Regions from separate parts of the Gasterosteus aculeatus genome. Here region 2 is linked to region 1. The links are chromatin contacts, called in public Hi-C maps. All regions are on one chromosome and are shown on one strand. The core of a region is the stretch at or near the end of the contact, and the rest is flanking DNA. Distances in the headings are between cores, read along the strand shown. Region 1 has its middle 49 kb from the start of LOC120817577. Region 2 holds the start of pitx2 (paired-like homeodomain 2).

Region 1 (7,024 bases), core at 3,322-5,821:
TGTGGTGAGGTTTAAGGGCTTCTACATACAACTTTAAAGAGCCCAAGTTTTAAATCCGAGGATATACTGTTAAATCACATGGGAGGCCTATTGTTTTCAAGGCTTCACATATAAGCGCCGTTAACCCTCAAAATGCCATTGAAGCCAGCCCGGTGCGCGCTCATTATAGAGTGTGAGCCATCAGCAGCCAGGCAGGTGTGAGCAGAGAGGGCCGTGCGTTTCCATCCACCCTGTGTACAGTTATTATCAGACATGACGGGACGGTGGGTAGAGCGAGGGGCTGCGTTCCCCCCCCCCCACCCCTGACCAGCGGGTCCATATACCATCGAGTGTGTGTTTGAGGGACCGCCGGCTCCTTTTGAAACCACTCTGACATCACTGAGTGCCTTTTTTTTTTTGGCAGCCTGCGCAAAACCATCCAGCAGATTGAACCCTTTTCATTAATGTGTCATCAGCCAGAAGAGCCCGCGAGGCAACGCTGAGAATAAGATGAGCAGAGATGAATAAGAAATAGCCTGTGTGGTTCGCGGGAAACATCCTGACACTATATTTGGTCTTTTTTTGGGGGGAAAATACATACACATTTTTCAAGACGATGTATTTGATGATGGAAACTACATCTTACTCTGTTTTTAGGATCGGATCTGACATCCAGAGCACATTGATGAAACCAGCTTTCTCTCGTCTCTTTGTCTTTTTACTGAAAGGAAATAATAATTGCCTACTTTACAAAATGTTTTCTATTCATGCTGGTGTCAGGGGTGCAAACACTCTTCAAAACACAACAAAAATCCTACATAGAACATTTAATTTTGTTGAATTTTTTCACACAAAACCTCTTTTTTTCCCCCGCAGCTTGTTATCATCAAACTGCCCACAGCTCCTAAGACAGCGTCAAGAAGTAAGATATGATTGTATCATCACATATCGATCCCAGCAACCAGCCCGCTCCACTGCCTGCTATCGATTCCTCAAACTGGCGCAGGGGGCCTGAAATTGGCCCTCGCAGTGAATTTCCCCGGCGCGGTGTTTTTGTTTGTCAAGAAAACATTCACGCGGCGCTCAGCCGTGTCGGTGGAGCCGCTCGCTCCGATTACCCGCCCGCTCCCGTGTGTTCCTCCCTCTGAAAGCCTGCGAGATGCTGCTCCGTCATATCTGCAAACCAATGGTATTTGCCAAGTGCAAATGCAAATGCGTGCAGCCGCGGCCCGCCGGTGCGTACTCCTCGGATGCATTTTTTTTATTACATTTTCAAAATGCAAAAATCTAAAACCTCTGAATTGGACCTGCTTCAATAACGAACGGTTAGTGGATGAATGCGTCATGTCTGCGTGGACAGAACACACGCGGGCGGACTGCTGCAGCGGTGAGCCGCTTTTTAATTGATATACAGGCCCGGATCGCGTCGGGCGTTCTGGGCCTTGATCCGCCGCATCTGACGTGGGCCTTTTTTGGCTCGTGAGTCGGTTGGATTACGGCTTGCACGACATTTGATCCCGTGTGCTTGAATACACCGAAAATACTGATAGGAACGTGAAGAACAGTGGGTGACAATTCTCACACACGCTCCATTTACATGCCGAGATCGGCTTCGAATGCACTGTTGCGTTCATTTGACGTGCTCCTTTAATACCAGACACCCATCCCCGCCAATGCTCTTTTTCGCTATGCACCATTCCATGCATGTGCACGCCACAGAAGGCTGTGCTGCGCATCCCAAAGACACACAACTCAGCAGAGCTCTGCTAACAACCTCCACACCCGTGAGCCCTCCGTACAGTCGCCTTGTTGTGCTGTAGCTTATGTGCTTACGCCACCGCTGATAATAGCCATTATTCCCAGGAACACCAACCACGCGACATGACCCTGCGCAGTCTAATGAAGTCCCTAATTTAATATGCCGCCGTGCTTTTGGTGGCAATAGATTCTGAATGTAATCTGGGCCCGAGCTGATTAGGCCTATTAAGTGGTAATGGGGCGAGGGGCACTTAGCCCGCGTGGAGGTTAAGCACCTTTATCTCAGGCGTGGCTGCTCTTTTGTTGTGCTGTTGTTAAGCTGATTGCGCGTAGCCGCCATCTGGCTGCTTGTGTGGTCCTCGTCTTCAGTCAGGTTCCGCGGACGTGTCTTTCTGCAACACTATTATATTCGCGCGCGTTTAAGAACGAGGACACTTTGAAGTGCGCTCGCGCAAAAGATTTGGGAAAAGCTGCGTTTCCATCCGATTTTTTTTTTACAAAACCCCCTTTGTTAGTTGTTGTTGTTGTGAAGAATAACTGCACAGTAAAAAGTTAAACCTAAAGCAAATTACAATTGAGTGTTATTAATCATATTAAAATCTGTGTGACAAGTGATCATTTAAAGGGTCATTTATTTAGACTTTAAATAAAACCATCTCTTTAAAGAATTGCGTGTGCTCGAAACCTCCCGAATGGCCTTTGGAGTCGCGCTGAAAAAGCAGAATGAGCTTTTTCTTTTAGGCGTCTTTTGACGTGTGACTGATCCGCCGACCGACAGAAGGCATTCCTCACTCCGTCGCTCGCTGCCACGGCACGTCCCCCCCTCCCCCACTCCCCCACTCCCCCGCGAGGCCCCGACGCGTCCCTGGCACGCACGGAGGACGCGCGGCGCGGCGCTAACAGAAGAATGCAGCGACCCCGCGGTGTCGAAGACGCGCGGCGGGAAAAAGGCGAACGCATAGAGGGGGGGGGGGGAGGCTTGGAAGCTGCGATCCGATACGTCTCAATTAGAGCGTCTTTTCTCGCAGTGGTACCTGCTTCGGTCGGACGTCCGCGCGCCGACGTCCAAAGCCGCGAGGCCTGTTTTTCACGCTGCCTGTGGAGTGGAGGTATTTCTCCTTTTGGAAGAACTTTCACCGTAGGCCCGGATTCTTTACGGCGTTTTCACAGAACGAGGGGAATCTGGTCAAGTTGCAACGCTACGGGATGTTTTACCACATTTAACAACAAGTCCATTTTCATTTGAAGCTTTTCAAATATTTCTGTGAATGCGTGAAACGCTGAATGAGTGAACTCACCAATAAATGCGCTCGTCTTTTTTATTGACAAGCGTTTTTTTTGTTTCATTTTATTTTATTTCGGGATGGTGTTTTATCTATTTGTCTTTTACAGGAATGTGTTTGCTATTAGGGATCCAACTGTGGACGTGCAGAGAAAAGGCAGAATGATCTCCAGCAGGTACCACGCGCCATCTACTGGAGCCCGAAGCGGCTCCATCCTTCAACAAGCTGCTGCAGCACAAAGCTGCGTTTCACATATACGGTGAATTTAAACCATATGGAAGACCTACATGTTTCGAGACTGCTGCTTAAATTCATTAAGTACAAAATAAAAAATGGCTTTTTTTAGAATAAAATAAAATGATGGTACTGGTTTCTTTTATCATTGAGGCAAATTGAAAAAAAAGGGAGAAAAATGTATAGTTGATTAAAAAATTAAATGATGTATTTGTACAAATAATTCATATTATAGTGTATTTTGGAATTAAAACATATATAGTAGTGGAAAATGTATATTTTGAAATGACAGTAAATCAGCATTTTACACTTAATTATTGGAAAATCTATTATGCCGAGAACTCAAACCAAAATGACCGAACAGAGAAAAAAAAAGTTTGTTCGTGCAAGTAAAGTCAAACAAAAACCACACAGTTTCCAGTTGAATTCTGCTCAGAAGTCAATCAGTTTCCCTCGTAGCCTCATAAGATGAGGCTGAGAGCACAGACACGGAGCAGCTGAGCACCATCCCGTCTGTGACTCCAGCATGTGACCTGCCGCCCCGCGGCCTGTCTACCCAGATGGCCACTTTCCTCTCCTCGGCCCCCCCTCCATCCCCTCACAGCTGAGCCGGCCCCCCCGAGGGCCACGGGGGGCCGATCCACCGACAGCTCGCCGAGCCCGCCGCTAACCAGCGAGCCCAACGCCGAGCCGGGCCCGAGTTGCGTGCGGCTCGGTGGGCTGAGGGACTAAACGATGTGTTGGTGAGTTGTGGTGTGTTTTCACCAGAGGGATCTCGACGGCAATGTAATCTCGCACTTAAACTGCTGAAGGCTGTTTGTATTCTGACAACAGGTACGTAGAAAGGATCACACAGAAGAATTGAGGACTGGAAAAGCCTTCTCGTCATCGTCGTGATCTTCATCTCCCTGAATTCGCAGAGTCAACCCGTCGATGTGAACATCGACCTCGTGCAGCCTGACACGTAGTATGTCCACCGTATCAACGTTATTTCTGTGTCGATATCGCCAACATAATGAAGCAGGTGTGCAGGAGCTTCTCTGTGAAGTGACTGCGGCGAGGAGGAGGCCTGCCGGCCTTCAGGTGGGCGTCCTCGTTACGTAGGACGCCGCGGGCCACGCCCCCCCCGCCGCCGACGTGGAACATCTCCTCCGGGCCGCGTTTTTATCGTTTCTGGACTTAAGTGTAGGCCACTTAACTATGTAAGCTTCCGTAGTGATCATCCCATTTATCTGGGATTATTGCAGTGAATTTACTGTTTGGTCTTCTTCCAGGCCTAAAATGTCAAGTCCAAAGTCATGTATGCAGTAGCTTTATTCCGTAAGACCTTCGCAGATCCATCCAAAGCTGATAGCAGTTGATCTTTGGATAGAGCATGAAATAAATAAATCCTCTTTAGCAGATCAATATTCATCCCATTTAATGCTGGATGTGAAACTGCTGGATTTGAGGTGGTAATGCTGATGTACAGCTAATCGTTGGAAAATAAGCAGCGGGGCTTTGTGATTCTCCAGCAGATAGTTTAAACAGGAAGCCGGATGAGTAAAGGCCGATTGTCTGGGCAGTGAACAACCTGGTAGTGATTACTTGTAATTTATACCTTCCAATTAATACGCAGAAGGTCTGTTGTGGGAAGGAGGGCGGGTTAAGTGTAAGGACTCGTGTTGATGAGTGTTATCGAAGCAGGAAAATGAGCCGGTGACACACTTCCTGCTGCAGCTTCACAGTAACGACATTGTAGACTAATGATATTAGTTGACACCTCTTGCATAAATAGAGAGAGAGGGGAGGGAAACCGATACTGCGGACGGATCTGGTGTTTCTTTATTATTATTCCCCCTTGTGTGTGTTTCACTGTGTGAAGAGCAGGACAGAGGACACGACCTGTGGTTGGATTAGATTCTGGCATGAAGGAGGAACCCTTCCTCCATGTGTAAATTCACTCTGGGGGTCCCGACTGTCACAGTCTGTCACAGGTGCTTTAGTGCTGTTACCGCTGTAACTCCGGACGAGTCGGGGCGGATGAGTCCGCTGCGCGCAGCGCGAGGCCGGGTTCCCAGGGCGTAAAATACGCTGAAGCGTCGAGAAGAACTTGACCGGTGTGATTTACGTCTGAACTCTGTTCCCCGTTGGGAGGAGGCCCCGCCCACACGGGCCTGCAGCCCTTCAACGATTTGCTTCACCCGGAGCTGCTGTGAATTGAAGGCTGCGTAGCGGCTGGGGACAGTCCCCTGTCCACGACGTTAGCCCCATTCGATGGACCCTCCAAAGATGTGCTCTTTGTAGTCAACAAATTAACGGGGGGAATAATTAGGGGGACAATGGACGTCCCGAGACCAATGATTTTGTAGATTTTCCCCAAGAAACACTCAAACCTCCACAGCTCTTGTTCTCTACCTTCTTATTCATGCCAAAACAAACGTGCAGTGTCATGATACAACTCCAACAGGATAGTAATAAATATATATATATATATATATATATATATACACTCGTTACACACCAAAGACACAAGTTCTTCCTGTAGAAGATCAGACTGACATGTGGCATGATGATAAGGCCAGTTTAAAAAACGTAACTATTATCGTTGCTAAATGAACAACATGTAATGGTAATCTTTCTGAAAGTGGGACGATTTGGTCATTCAAATATGTCGGGAAAAAGGGAATGCTGGGCACATGCAAAGTGGCAGTTCAATGATGTGCTGGAAACCAGAGATCCCAGTGTAAAAGGGGGCTGTGGGGGGGGGGGGTGGGGGGCGCTGAGGAGAAAAGTAAAGCTACGGAGCCGGGATGTTTACCAAGGATTTCTGGCTCAAGAAGCTGGAGGGCTGTGAGAGAAAAGAAGAAAGGAAAGACGAAAGAGGAAGAAGCCTGAAAAAAAAAGAAGATTTTTGGCATTTCTGACTTCTCCTCAACAAACAGCCCGGGGTCTAAGAGTCTCATTTAAATAAACAAAACCGAGGGGGTTGGATCAATTTGTGGACAATAAGCTTTGCCTCTGGGCCCCCGCGCTCTGACAAGCCTCGAAAGTGGCGCCGGACTGCGTCTCGCTGAGTCAGAGGGAGAAATCCCATCCTTCAACAAGTCGTCGTGAAGCAATGTTCGCAGGCTTCACCGGTGGCCTCGTCCGCCTCCGCGAAACTTTGAAGTCAGAGGAAGCCGACCCCCCCCGGCGGCAGAGAAAGGCAAAGCTTCAACGGCCAAAATGGCTGCTTGCCACGAAGGGTGCAGGAGGGAGCGACAGGAGGGAGCGACCGGAAGGGAGCGGCCCGAGGGAGCGCTACACCAAGCAGCGCTCGGCCGTGTCGAGTGAAGCCTGGACTAAAATCAGATGTTGGATTTAAACTGACAAGAGCACCTGCAGGCGGCAGCATCCCGCTCCCTGTCCCTTAAGGTCATGACCTTTTGTTCAGATATGAATGAGGGGGCTTGGTCAGGTCCCCCCCCACCCCGGGTGGTACCTTTGACAGCACCACACCGGTACAAGAGCTAAGCCAGTAGTCTGGAATCTGGTAGTTTACCGTATACAACCAGCAGAGGGAGACCACAGCCCTGAAACGCTGGAAAGAAGCAGTGGCCGTCGGTTTAAAACGTCCACGAAGATTGCAATGAATCGTGTTTTCTGCACAGACGTTAACGGATTTTGAGGTGTTTCTAATATGCATCCAAAGAATTGCTTCTGTTCCTTAAGACACAAATTACATTCTGAAACGCTGCTTTGTTGCGTGGTTCTTACCAAAGCTTTTGAGCTTAAAAACAAACAACAAA
Region 2 (7,024 bases), core at 2,969-5,468, 91 kb before region 1:
GAGGGCCATTAATTAGCAATTCAGTCAATACAGGGGGAGACGACAAGGCTTTTTTTTTTACATAGGATTAAGGAGAAATCAGATTACTCCATTAGTATATTCCTCCTCACGGATGGGCTTTCATTATACATTTCGTTTTCCCCGGAGTCAATCCAACAAGCACTGAATATATTACAGCAAAACAGGCGCTGGCGCGTCTATATTTGCAAATTCGGACCCCCCCCCCCTCCCGTGTGATTTATTTATTTTTTGTTATTTTAGTTATCCTATTATTCTTAATCGATGGCCGTCCACACGGTGCAACCCCCCCCCCCCCTTCCCCGCCACATATTGCCCCATCAGTGTCGGCTAAATGAGACGGAATGAGAGTTATTGGTTATTCGTTTAGGAGCCTAACCAGACCTGGTGTCTTTTCACCGCATCGTTGGACAATCATTAATAAATCCCCGACTTTCACCAACAAGGGATTTGAGCCTTTCCGTCGTCTCGAGGCGTGTTTTATTCCTATGTGTTATTTAGGAAAATATGTTTGTCCTCAATGCGAATGGAATCACGGTTAATAAAATAGGATTTTTAAGTTGCACGACAATGATCTTTTTTGGCCGAATGGCAGCTATTTTATAAAGTAAAGAACATGATAAAAACCCATCTTCTAATTACAGCAAATGATGAATCCTGTGACGTGAGAAGTGCAGATCCACGCTGGACCAGCAGGTGTCGCTCTAAGACAGCAAACACGCAAACGGCTCCTCCACGCCGACCCACAAAAAGGCCGAGTAGCTCACACTGATGTGTTGGAACAAACCCGTGACATCTATTACAAAAAGTCCGTCTAAAGTCGACAGTTTTATCTGTTGAAAATCTGAGGAACACAATAAAAAATTGTTTCCGAGAAATCAACGTAAATTTGCCTTTTTAATTACCGAACTTGTTTCTGCGACATCTCATCAAAGTGGAAGTCCGTAACAATTGGCTCACGACGACGTCAGTGCTGTTCACTTGTTTGTTCTAATTAAATCGTGATTTAAGATGAAGACATCCGTCTCGGTCCACCGTTTTCAATTTAACATGAAGTAAATTAAAACAAGATATCGAGCTGTACAATACACATCTATTCTGTTTGAGAGAGCAGCACACACAAGCCGTCAGCCTGACCCACAGTTGTATGAACGTCGAATGGAAGACAATAGAAACTTATTTACAATTCTCATATTAATAGTCGATCTAAAATAATCCTTCATGATGTCATCATTTGGGTGATGCGTGTGCGGCAGCGGTGATGGATGATGCACTCACCTATTTGCGCGCAGGTGGTGGCCAGTTTGCGGCAGTGGGAATCCATTATGGCCGTTTAAAGAAAAACGCTTCTGTAGAAACAGAGAAAAAAGGGTCACGATTAGTATTTAATTGCTCAAATAACCTGCCGTGTGCTCCACTGGCATCCGAGTCTCCTTCTGAACTCAAATGTAAAAAGTGCGTGCGAGAAGGACACGTCCTGTACAAGAGCAAAAAGCTGGTGGTCTTGAGGAAAATATTTCAAATGCAAAAAAATAAAATAAAATACCGATATTTGACTTGTTCGAGCAAATGGTTGAAAATGAAATAGAACATTAGGATCTGAGCCTTTGCCGCATTTTAACACGTTTATTTTTCATTCTAGGATGATTGTGTCGTTGGGGTTGTTTCTTTCTAAAATTGTGATTTAATTCAAATATGATTTTCCCCGTGTTGAGAAATGGGGAGCATCACGTGGCAAACATGCCCGCATTAAAAAAATGGCAACAAGATCATTTCTGACGGGTTTTCTTTCAAGACAAATTATCCAGCAAGATAAATAGTCTGATGCTCGATTTCATAGCATGTCATGTTTTGTTTTATATTTTTCCAAAGTAATACTTTGTGCAGTTTGAATATATAAAACCTTCCCTGTTCTCAATGAGCCGGATCTTGTGTTTTTCCTTTTCTTTTTTTTTCCGGTGGAGGCTGCAGTTGGAAGTGGAATGATTCCGTAGTAAAATCACGGGATTAGAGTCTGATTGAGATGTCTGTCGGTGGGATATTACAAAATTCATTATCGCAGCCCTCATACTACCTCGATATGAAGTTACACAGATGGGGTTTTATTAGTCCAGGCTCGCGCTGTTTGCTTATGATAATTCAAGTCGGGGGGAATTTGCATGCAGTCATGCTGTCAACCATTTCCCCAGTTCTTCTGTTCACCTGCTCTACATCATCTGTGAGGTTGTTGTTTTTTGCCTCCAAATTCAGAAGCTGCCGCATTGGAGGTTAAATTGTACGGCGTGTACCTGCACAGCCTTTCTTCTCCCCGCTCCTCCGTGTCCCCGCTGCAAAATGAAATAGTGGGGGTCAAGGCTGTGAGGTCTGAGGTCATTTACATGCGACTCTGTTATCTAATCAGTGGGATGTAACCATGGCTCCTTCCGTTATTTCAGTGCCTGGCAGCACCGTTGCCTGTAAAAAATATTTGTGATATTTATTCATTTTATTGTATCTTATTTTACTGTTAAAAAATATGTGGATACCTTTTATTTCACAAATTATATGTTTAATTTTTTTTACCGTTGTGGCTGGATACCTTCTTTTACAGGAGGTACAGGTACAGGAAATGCACATTTAGAAAATATTACAAGATGTGTGATACATGTTTACATTTTTGCCAAAGGAATGGATATTATTGCACAAATCTCGTCAAATAATATGGGTAAAAAATGTTAGTGTGATATTTATTTATTCTATTTATTTATTCTATTTAGCCCATTCAGTAATCATATTAATATTAAAACGTTTCCAATGATCTTGTGGTTTCGTCGTAATTAAATATTGTAAATATAAGAAAATAAATAGCACTGTGTGCAGTAAAAGATGCCGCTGCGTTAATATCCGGATTGCTTCCATTAATCCCGTTCAGACGACCGTTCGCAACTCACGGACGCGCGCCAGCAGCGGTGGGTGTGCGCGAGGGTCGCACGTGCGCGGGCGGACAGAAAGCTGGCGTCGCCTCGCGGCGGCTTCACGTGGAAATCAACGCAGCGGAGCACGAGACTGCGGCCTTACCGTGAGATGGAGCGACTAACCTCCACCACATGGTCCTGTATCAACTGAAGGCGTGAGACCGTGAACGCCGCATCCACCGCCCCCCCCCCCCCCCCCTCTCCACACGCACACTACGTTTTTCTTCCAAATATTGCAGGAAAGGAGGAAAACTTCTTAACTTTTTTTTCACCAATAGGATCATTTAAATTTGAGCTGCGCAGCAGTTTAAAAGCGTTGTTTTATTTTTTTTTTATTGAAATGGCCATTTTAGAAACCAACGCGCGACAGGACGCGATTCCCGAAACGTTGAATTTCTCTGACACTTTAATCGATGTTTAACACTTTAATCCCACCAGCCGAAGCTGCAGCCCGGTGCTCCGGTGTGGTTTACCCGACTTCTTTTTCATTTCCACGCACTCCATCACCTCTAACGATGCATCATTAGCGTCCGCCGAGCCGGGAGCCGAACCCTGCCCCTCACGCATCACTTCTTCCACCAGTTTGAAGCCGACTCATACCCCCCCCCCCCCCCCCCTCCTCCCCGAAAAACAGGACAAAACTAAACACATCTCAGTTTCCATGAATGTTTGTGAGCACCTTGTCCCCCCCCCCCCCCCGGATGCACTTACCAGCTGCGGACACCGGTTGGGCTTTGGCTCTCCCTGCCGTTGCCGTCTCACTCGTGGCGGAGGGATAAATTCCACCGTCCGGACGCGCTCGGGCACCAGCGGTTGTGTCTTAACAGTGACGACCACAGAGGTCCCAAGTAAGTTTCTGTCCCGCAACGAGAGCCTCCCGTGGATGTGGCTCCCTCGCCCCCCTCCTTCCCTGCTACGGTATCTCGACAAACCGAGAAAAGAAGAGAGGCGCAGCGCGACCTTTTAGGATAGTTTCACGTTATGCGCATAAATAACCATCTGTTCGCGGCGGCGGAGGAGGCGCGTTCATCCGAGTGTCTCCTTGGTTCGTCCTCTTCTGTCTCCCTCAACTTTCCCCCCCTCGAAAGACGCTCCAGCAGTGGCGCATTTTTTTTTTCCCTTCCTTCTTTTGAGCTCAGAGAGGGACCCCGCGTGCGTGCGTGCGTCTGTGCGCGCGCCTCGTTTTTAAAAGGGGTGTGTGTGTGTGTGTGTGTGTGTGTCTGTGCAATCGGCGCAGAGGGCAAACTTGGAGCCCTCAGAACTTCCAACAACAGTCAAACAAAGGCGCGGGGTGGCAGTTACACGCGTGTGCGATTAAACACACAACAAAACCCGCTGAGCCGGTCAGCCGCGGTGCGTTCACGGTAACGTTGCGCCATTTGAGATGCAGGCGTGCAAAACGCGCGCTACACCCGCACACACTGCGCAATGGTTCGTTCGACGAACCGCAACCTGCAATTTACAACAAACAACTTGGCTGCTTATTATCTAAACTGTGCGCGCGCTAAATAAACAACCGCAACCCGGCATGTATGACACTTACGGGAGTTTATTTAAAGAAATACAGTATTTAAAGTCACAGATACGGATTCCAGCCTATTGTACTACTAGGAAATTAGAGACTAATTAGTACTTTAACAAGGCCATGGTCTGACCATTATAGGCAATGATTATAACATAATTTAGCACATTTAAAACGTAATATTTGGAGCATCGAAAGGAAAAAACAAACGTATTTAAATGAGGCCCCTCCAGGGCCTGACACAGCGCGCTCGGCTGGCGGATTTACGTGCAGATGAAGTGAACAGCTGGCTCGGATGCAAATGTTCTTTATAGATCCATTTTGTTGGATACAGCTTGATTCCCCCCCCCGTTCGCATCCCAAGTGAGAAGAAGCCGAGCGGACGCAGGGCGCGCGTTCCCCGCGCCTAATCCGTCTTTTACATTTTTAGTCATACTCCCATTAAAGCGGCAATTAATGCGCCCATCCACACGGGAATATCCAGGCAAAAGGGGACACTGAAGCAAAACAAGCGCACCCTGCGCCGCTCCATCCCCCGGACACAATTTAACCAGGAATGGTTTGAATCCCACGAAGCGACAAATGCTGACGGAGGAGGAATTAAAAGAAGCGGTTTTAAATAGCGGGTTGGATGTGGTGTAAAAGGCCCAATAAGGCCTCGTTTTAGTCATTTCGCACGTGCGTCAACACACGTGCGGGCAGAAAGAAGAGCTTCCGGAAATATAAATAATTCTAAATAAAATGTTCATACTGTGATATGCAAAAAGCAAGCAAAGAAGCGCACAAATACCCCCCCCCACCCCTTTTATTGTGCAAGCCCTCAAAATCACGCCCCGCCCGCAGGGAAGAGGAGGCTGAGCGCGCGTCTGGAGACGCGCGATGGCTCGGCGGTGTTCACCTCCTCACACAAAGAAAAAAGCAAAGCCGCAGCGGAGCGGCGGCGCGTTCTCACGCGGGGAGGTGCGCAGGAATGCCCGAAAGTTCAGAGCAGGCTGGCGGGGATGAAATCTTTCGCCTCGGGGGCGAAGCGGCGGCTTCGTTTCATTTCAAGCGCGTATCGATTCGCCGTTGTCATCTTTGGCGACGCAGAAGGACACTTGAAAGCATTTGTGATGTGAGAAACGGGGTGACCTGCTCCGCTGACGTTCTCTCCTGATTGTTAACGAGCACAGCAGCCCCCCTCCCCACAACCCCCCACAACCCCCCCCCCCCCCCCCCCCCCCGCGTCAATACAGTGGCACATTTCAACTTTTGCCCCTTCTCGCACGCGGGAAGAGGACTTTCAAACACTCTTTCCATGAGTATCAGCAAGCCTCCAGTTTCAAGAGGAGAGGTGATGTTAGTCAGCCAACACACACACACACACACACACACACACACACACACACACACACACACACACACACACACACACACACACACACAGCAGACCTGTTCATTGTAAATTCGTATTTTAAATTGGCAGATTTTGCTCGTTTTCACTATAATTGGTTACAGACTTCAGATTACAACCAACTGCACTTATCGCCGCAGAAAACACAATTTATTACATGTATTAAGGCCGGATATGAATGTTGAAATTAAATAGATATGCTGTCTTAAAGCCTATTGTCAAAAAATACACTCGTAGCCACGAAGGGTGTATTCTCTGCATAATCCAAAATAATTAAAGACTGTTTAAACTTGAACATTTTTTGTGTTATTGTGAAATTATTAAGCCCCATTTTATTTACAATTTATTTATGCTTCCTGCATTTGTAGCCTTTGCATCGTGTTCAATGAGTGTTCAATTTATATAAAACAAAAATAAAAACAAGCTTGTGGCTGGTTTGTCCCCAAAAGGCTGCAGTGAAAACCTTTCGCCTCACAGCAGTCAGTGAAATGTCATCGTGTGGTCCAAGCTCTCGTATTGCAGATGTGAAGTGGTTCCATTATGCAGGGGGGCTCTTTCCCCGTGAAAACACACACACACACACACACACACACACACACACACACACACAGGGTTTTAGCCTCAAGCCACACGTGATTGTCGCCTTGTGTTCAACCTGGACAACAGTAATACAACTTTGAGCCAAATTGGTGTTTCCAAACCCACAAATCTTTAAACAAATCGGTTCACATGCTGCCGTTATGTTGTAAATACACTAATGGCTGGGATTTCAGTTTTATTGTGGGTGTGACTACTCTACCACTGAAATCAGGTCAATTATGGAGAGAGAAAAGCAGCAGGAGGAAGAGAAACAGAACATTAGAGGAGTCTTTGTGCTTTAAGACAGAAATATCCTGTATTTCATCTCGTCAAGTATCACTCCAAGATCGTTACTAGCAAAAAAGCTGCCTGCAAATTAACCAAATTAAAAGGGTGCCTCTCCGATGGCTCTTGAGCTTGTTGAGCGGCTTTGTGCCTGATCCGTCCTATTCCAGCTCTTGTCACAGCACCAACGGGGAGATGAGCTACAACGCTGCGACTCAGCAGCAACACGGCTTGTGGTTCAGCCCGCCGTGCGCGAGGCCAGTGGGAGGACCT

What was found. A called contact is a pair of places that touch in the nucleus more often than the background predicts.
Region 2: a Hi-C map of liver shows a contact between it and region 1, with 4 times the contacts expected there. The contact joins the promoter of pitx2 here to the enhancer-like site in region 1. A contact is called at or near these places in 5 of 6 Hi-C or Micro-C datasets (liver, skeletal muscle, tail fin and 1 more).

Annotation. Positions count from the first base shown.
Region 1 is chr4:1,866,713-1,873,736 of fGasAcu3.hap1.1, reverse strand. No RefSeq gene overlaps it. Among protein-coding and RNA genes, the nearest start is that of LOC120817577, 49 kb to the right of the region's middle. Within about 2 kb of position 4,571, at least 1 of the 9 cell types and tissues checked has open chromatin away from gene starts, as enhancers often do. A contact at or near this core is called in liver, where this site is marked.
Region 2 is chr4:1,957,518-1,964,541 of fGasAcu3.hap1.1, reverse strand. It overlaps pitx2 (paired-like homeodomain 2), which reads right to left and starts at 4,218. Exons shown (of 4, transcript XM_040175042.2): 1 at 3,684-4,218; 2 at 1,297-1,367. The coding sequence starts at 1,342.